Linked DNA regions of Sus scrofa: region 1 is linked to region 2. Evidence: chromatin contacts called from public HiChIP or PLAC-seq data. All regions are on one chromosome and are shown on one strand. Each heading gives the region's core, a stretch centred on a gene start, on an enhancer-like site or on the middle of the called end of the contact. The rest is flanking DNA. Distances are from core to core; before and after follow the strand shown.

The links. HiChIP or PLAC-seq counts read pairs in DNA pulled down with a chosen protein or histone mark.
Region 1: a contact with region 2 is called in an H3K27ac HiChIP or PLAC-seq map of skeletal muscle. The contact joins the promoter of ACBD5 here to the promoter of YME1L1 in region 2. A contact is called at or near these places in 1 of 5 promoter capture datasets (liver), 15 of 47 Hi-C or Micro-C datasets (blood, brain, embryonic fibroblasts and 7 more) and 2 of 2 datasets of contacts at active chromatin or transcription factors (alveolar macrophages and skeletal muscle).

What each region holds. Positions count from the first base shown.
Region 1 is chr10:48,920,741-48,924,491 of Sscrofa11.1, forward strand. It overlaps ACBD5 (acyl-CoA-binding domain-containing protein 5), which reads right to left and starts at 1,637. Exons shown (of 14, transcript XM_013980249.2): 1 at 1,500-1,637; 2 at 25-193. The coding sequence starts at 100.
Region 2 is chr10:48,853,660-48,857,096 of Sscrofa11.1, forward strand. YME1L1 (ATP-dependent zinc metalloprotease YME1L1) reads right to left here and starts at 1,569. Exons shown (of 19, transcript XM_021064882.1): 1 at 1,339-1,569. The coding sequence starts at 1,371. MASTL (serine/threonine-protein kinase greatwall) reads left to right here and starts at 2,236. Exons shown (of 13, transcript XM_021064881.1): 1 at 2,236-2,668. The coding sequence starts at 2,483.

The DNA of each region.
Region 1 (3,751 bases), core at 387-2,886, 67 kb after region 2:
ACGACGGGGCCCCAGTGTACGTACCATTTTTCGGCAAACTCTGGATCACCTTCACAGCCGCTTCAAATCTGGTCTCATGCACGGATCTCGTGTCCGCCATCTCCAGCCGCCAGCGCCGGCCCCGGTCCCAAGGTCTGTCGGCTGGAATCAGGCAGCAGCAGCAGCACCAGCTTTCCCAGGAGCCTGCATGAAACTGGAACAAGGAGCGCAGCCGCGGATCAACATGCCCACAGGGAGGAGGACCCAGAGAGCAGCTGGTCAGTTCCCCGTGGCCCTGCCCCATCCAGGCCACACCGTCCGATAAGGCCCGGCTCCTTCTTCCTCCCCGGGGCGTGACCAAGGCTGGGAGCCAGGCCTCCAAGACAGAAAAACAACTCACCGAGAGAAAGAGCATCTCTAGCAGGAGTCAGAGGAGCCCCGGCCACTGGTGGTGGCGGAGCCACTCTCCCACCCGCAGGACCCTGGTGGAGCAGCCACACCCCCCATCCCGGCGAGGTCGGTCTGTCTGTCCGCGCCCTCCCTGCGGCCCCGCCCCAAACCCTCCCCGGACCCACTCGCTGCAGCCGCCGCTGCGCAGTAAACTCCACCCACCGTCCCCGCGGCCACCGAGATGACGCGAACTGTAGGTCCCCAGAGGAGGGCCGGAGAAGGGGGGAAATAAAAGCAGTCAGGTGGATCCGCGGAGAGCCCAGGGCTCGATGTTTAAAACAGAATGGATTGCTGGGTCCGCGCCAGAGTAGCCGACGCGGGGTTGCAGCGCGCGTGGTACCGCTGGGCAAAAAAAAAAAAAATGACTTTGGTCTTCAGCGCCTGCTCCTGAGGTTAGGGTTTGAGAAAGCTGATGGGACTTAAGAGCTTTAGATCCGCAGAGGCTTGTTACGAAACTTAAGTTCTGCCATTTTAGTTCTGTCACCCAGGGTAAGCTACTTAGCCTCTCCAGTGACAATCTTTATATCACCCTAAAGGGTATATGAAAGGATTAGGGATGCTGGATGGAGTGTTTAGCCGTGCTTGGCTCTCAGTCTTTGACAGCTTTAGCCGCCCCCAAGGCAAGGACGTCTGCGCAACAACCAAAGGAGACGGGAGATCGCCGGCTAATTAGACTGGGCTGGGGGAGAGAGAGCACCTTCCCCTGCACCACCCGCGATATCTAGCCCCAGGAAGCCGGGCACAGTACAGCTTCTGGCAGACCTAATGGGCGACAGGGCGTGGGGGAGGGGCGAACGGGGGACCAGTACGGATCGTCAACCCTAGAAAGGGGTATCCTGGGCCTTCACCTTTCTAGCACAGCGCCCCGCGTCCTCAGGCATGTAGGATGCGCCCCCAGGCCCACCGAGGGGGCACTGCTACGGGTTCTGGGGGCGGAGTCCTGCGGCCTGGAAATCCCAAAATTGCCAGGTCGCTTCCGTCAGTTCGGGATGGGTTAGAGGGTGACTAGTCCAAATTTAGGCGCAGGCTCTAAGTTACTTTTCCCTTGGAGTCGCAGTGCCGGCATTTACCTTAGCATTGCCGGGCAAGACCTGTCCGGTAAGGTCCCCGACGCCCGCCCCTCGCCCTGCCCCCGCGGACTTGTGGGAAATGTAGTCCCCGCTCCGCTACGCTTCGGGACACCTGCCTCCAGCTGAGGTCGTTCCTCCCACTTGTTCCTGTTTGGTTCCTTGGTCCGGCAGACGCTGGAGCCGTTGCGGCGGAAATCCCGCCTTCCTGTTGCGTCGTCCTTTGAGCTCCTGCCAAATACCACATCCGCCTCAGCCAAAGGGACAGACCCTCCGTGGTGTCTTTCAGAGAGGTCCTGGAGATCCGTCTCATTTCTTGCTCCTGAGGCTTATTAACTTTGAGGTCGTGTGCTGTTATATTGCCTTCAGGTAGTAAAGACTATGCCTTACTGCGTGCCTGATATTTGCCAGGCATGTAACATGTATTCCAAAAACCCTGTAGGGTGTTTACGAATGAGGAAATTGAAAATCATATTAACTGATTTTCTCAAGGTCAAGTAGTAGTAAGTACAGGAGTAGCTGAACCAGGCGTCAGTCAATCCAAAAAAACCTTGCTTTAAATCTTGGACTTTTTGCGGGACACCAAAGTGTAAGAGACTAACAATTTTTCTAATTTATTCAAACGAGGGGGAGGTTATGTGCTGAATAGCTGCTGCTTCCTCTAATCTTTTCTTGCTCTTTTGTTATATATCCGTTTCAATTTCACTCAGTTATGCATACTTATAAAAAGGTTTGGATATTTATTTCACATCTAGGACTTCATTTTGACAACTGTTCATAATAAGCTAATTTAGAGTATGTTGGTCTTTAGGTAGTGATGAATAAGAATTTTTCTGCCAGTGATGTCTGTTGTATTTCTGTTTGCTGGTAGTATGGATTTACAGTCAAGGATAATAGTATAAGGAGAAAGGACATTGAGGTTATTCAGGTAAAGAAGTTAGCAGTGCTGGTTTAGATGTGGTAATTCCTACTGACATATAATGATTGACATATGATGGATTGAATCAGTTCCTAAGGTGCCTTCCAATTATGCAATCCTGTAATTCCACCTAAAATATATCTTATGGAACACTAATGGCTTTTAGTACTTTCAGCACAGTGCCTATTATGAAGCATTCTTTTTTAAAAAATTGAGATGTATTGATGTACAATATATATCTATATAACAATAGTTTCAGGTGTACAACATAATGATTCAATTTTTTTTTTTTTGTCTTTTTGCCATTTCTAGGGTCACTCCCTCAGCATATCTAGGTTTCCAGGCTGGAGGTCTAATTGGATCTGTAGCCGCCAGCTTATGCCAGAGCCACAGCAACTCGGGATCTGAGCCGCATCTGCAACCTACACCATAGCTCACGGCAATGCTGGATCCCTAACCCGCTGAGCAAGGCCAGGGATCGAACTCTCAACCTCATGGTTCCTAGTCAGATTCGTTAACCACTGAGCCATGATGGGAACTCCATGATTCGATATATGTATTATGATCACCACAATAGATGATTGTCCTTGATCACATATTTCTAGAGATATTTTAATTAAGAATTGGCCCACTAGGAGTTCCCATCATGGTGCAGCTGAAACAAATCAGACTAGGAACCATGAGGTGCAGGTTTGATCCTTGGCCTTGCTCAGTGGGTTGAGAATCTGGAGTTGCCATGAGCTGTGGTGTAGGTCACAGACACTGCTTGGATCCTGAGTTGCTGTGGCTGTGGCGTAGGCTGGCGGCTGTAGCTCTGATTCAACCCCTAGCTGGGAACCTCTGCATGCTTCAAGTGCAGCCTAAGCAAAAAAAAAAAAAAAGAATAGGCCCAGTGAATTTCCCTGGTGGCACAGCAGGTTAAGGATAGGGCATTGTTGCTTCAGATGCTCAAGTGGCTGCTGTGGCATAGGCTCGATCCCTGGCCTTCTGCATGCCTCAGGCACAGCCAAAAAAAAAATGGGCCCATTTCTAGAGTACCTATCATGGTTCAGCAATAATGAGTCCGACTAGAATCCATGAGGATGCAGAGATCCCTGGACTTGCTCAGTGGGTTAAGGATCCAGCGATGCTGTGGCTATGGCATAGGCTGGCAGCTGCAGCTCTCATTCAACCCCTAGCCTGGGAACTTCTTTATGCCTCGGGAGTGGCTGTAAAAAAGAAAAAAAAAAAAAAAGAATGGCCCACTTCTTACACATGAGGTAAGATAGTGTAAGGTAAAAATAGTATACTTAAGGGTTTTAAACACATAAAGGGTAAATACTAAAATAACTAAGGA
Region 2 (3,437 bases), core at 319-2,818:
TAGCCACACTAGCCTTATTCTCCTCCTTCTGATCAGCTAGGCTGTTATCCCCAGATATTCTACCAGTTCACTTCTATTAACAATTCACTTGGCTAACTCCTACTCCTGTTTCATTTCATAGCATTATTAAGATTCTGCATCTGCTTTGTTCACCTAACACACGCCAGTAAATAACTAACCACTTCATTTTCTATTATCCAGTCAGTACTAGCAAAAAAGAAAAACAAAGGGGTAGAAATTACACAAAGGGACATAATAATAAGCTTAAGGAACTAGAGTCTCTAAAATTATTTTTAAAACTGAATGTTTTCAAAAAATGTTTATTTGCAAAGCAGGGAAGAACTCTCAAAGAAAAAAATCTCAACGTTATCATCCAAAAAAGATTTTTAATTGAACTAAGAATAAAACACTGTCACAAGTGATTACCCCTGAAAGAAGATAATTAAAAATCCAAGGAGTTCCCATCGTGGCACAGCGGAAACGAATCCGACTAGGAACCATGAGGACTTGGGTTCGACCCCTGGCCCTGCTCAGTGGGTTAAGGATCCAGAGTTGCCCTGAGCTGTGATGTAGATTGCAGAGAGGCTTGGATCTGGCGTTGCTGTGGCTCTGCCACAGGCCTGCAGTTACAGCTCCGATTAGACCCCTAGCCTGGGAACCTCCATATGCCGCGTGTACGGCCCTTAAAGAAAAAAAAGAAAAAAAGAAAAAAGAAAAAAGCCAAAAAACCCAAAACCCAGAATATATATTAAAAAAATAAATAAAAAATAAAAACTCAAATGCTCGGCATTTTTTTCTCTGCCCTTTTGCTTTATAAACTAAAACACCGAGAGGAGGCTGAATCAAAATATTAACTGAAAGCAGTGAATAACTTGTAAATATATACTTATTAGTCACATTTGATCAAAAGAAAACGTAGATTATTCAAAATTTTATAATATGTTTAAATTCCTTTAAAAGAAAGAACAGAGAATAGAATTGTTAATACCAAAGTCTTTGAAGAGTTTATTTCGTGCGCTCTTTACGTCTGTGACAAAGACGTCTCCCTACCCCCGCCCACCCCAGAATGTCCAGCACTCAACAAAGCCTGATGGATTCTCTAGCAAAAATTCCACGCAATCAAGTCGAAAAACCAATGTCTCCATCACGCTCGTATTATGCCTCTATTTCCTCGTCAATCCTTTACAGCGTGGCCCCGAGCCCTTTTCAACCTCAGGAGTCCAACTAGGTTAATCGCTTCTTTCCTACGACCCCTTAAGAGAAACCGCTTCCAGCAAACGCAAAAGGCAAACAGCCGCGGGCAGAAAGGAAGAAAAACCGACTGGATGCCGGACCTACCTGGGGCTGCACGGTACTCGACAGGGAAAACATCTTTTCCGGGCCCTCAGCGACCTCACCCGCCTGCCGAAACTGCTCCTCTAGGCCACCGCCTGGCGGGGAGGCGCTGAGCCCTTCACCACCTTCACTCTCCCCTCGCCCTTACTCTTCCTAGAAATGGAAGATGGCCTCCCCTTCCCACAGCTGCTACAACGACAAGCACTGTGCCCCGGAAGGCAAGGCGCTAACGCAACAGTACTTCCGGGGCAGACGAGGCCCCCTCCCCGAGTCGTGCGTCAACTTTAGGCCTTTTCAGGGACCTGAGTTTCCCCCGCCGCAGCTGACGCCCCCAAAGTAGTTCATGTTCACACTGAGTTAGACACGCGCCGGGTCCCCAAGGCTATGTGGCTGTAGTTTTCTTTTTAAGGGGGAGTGGCATCAACCCTGTCAAATCTTTCTCCAGCTTCCTTATCAATACTTCCAATATATTCTGTTCTGACTGGGCCTCGAGCCATAAGCGCTTTTGTTACAATTTAGTCCTCCTTATCTTGCCCACAATAAATCAAAAACTCATCCTGCTTCAGAAAGGCAAGTTACATACATTCTGTTAAAATGTCAAATTACAGGGCAGTCATGGGCTTCCTGCTCATCCAGTTTCTCCACATTCTGTGTTGTCACTGGCCTGGTATTACTGACGAGACCGAACTGGTTTACGTTTCTTCCGCGGGTGGTAGTTCTTAGGATTTTTTTTTTTTTCTTAAGCGGGATGAGAGCAGGGTCCCACCAGATGGAAGGCGGGAGAAAACTTAAATCTTGCGATTCAGATTCAGGCTCCCATGCTCTCTTCTCCCTGCTCTCAATAATTTTGCCCTCCGGAGTCATCACAAATAAAATAAGTGGACCGCGACCACTCTGGAAGAGTCAGTGGTTGCTCAGGAATTTCTCAGCTGCCCCGCCCTCACGCCCAAAGGCTCACGCATCGACGCAGGGGCGGTGACTGGAGCGAGGCCGCGCTGGGCTTGGCGAGAGTGGGAGCGGTGACGGGATGACGTCACGGCCGGCGCGCGGCTTGGGCGGAGCCTTACTTTGAACCCAATTGGCGGGAGTTGCGGCTCTAGCAGGGGCCTTAGGCGCTGCTGCGGTCTTGCATCCTGGGGGGCCTGCAATGGAGCCCACCGCGGGCAGCGAAATGGAGAGCGGAGGAGGCGCGGCAACTGGGGCGTGTGTGACTAGGATCCCGGTGCCCAGACCTCCATCCATTGAGGAGTTTACCATAGTGAAGCCCATCAGCCGTGGCGCCTTCGGGAAGGTGTATCTGGGGCAGAAAGGCGACAGGTTGTATGCGGTGAAGGTAAGAGTCAAAGAATAAAGAAAACAAGAGTCTGGCCCTTCGGCCCTCCTTCCTGCCCCGTGAATCGGGCAGGTCCCAGGGCCGCCGGAGCGACTAGACTGGGTGCTTGGCTTGCCAAAGCCTTCGGAGCCCTGCGAGATGATTTCTCACTTGGCTGGCAGCGCGGGCAAGTCTGTGATGCCTCTGCCCCGCCCTTCCCTTCACACAGTGAAGGTTTAGGAGACGCCAGAATTTTGGAATCCTTTTTACTAGTAATTAAGTTTTTACCAGGATTAAGGTTGAAACTTTAAGTTTGAAACCGGTATTTCCAAATTATATTTTAATTACATCAGTTTGATGTAGACTCATTTCTTTTGTATCGAGATGTATTTGACATATATTAGTTTCAGGTGTACAAGATAATGACTCATTATTTGTCTACATAGTGAAATGATCAACACGGTAAATCTAGTTAACAAACGTTACAACCCAGCTACAATTTTTTTTTTCTTGTAATGAGAACTTTTAAGATCTCTCTCAGCAGCTTTCAAATATACGATGCAGTATTGTTAACTGTAGTCACCATCCTGTGAAATAGATTAACCTCTGACCTAAATATCCTAAAGACCTCATTAAACAAACCGGGCTTTCCTCTTCAAACATTTCATTATAAATCTCCACGGTACTTTTATTTAAAGACTAAGCTGAAATAGGTCCTAAATACTCCTTTGTCCTTGGAATAGTATATATCCTTTCAGAAGCATTCAAGAGCTTTCAATGTAGAGTTCCC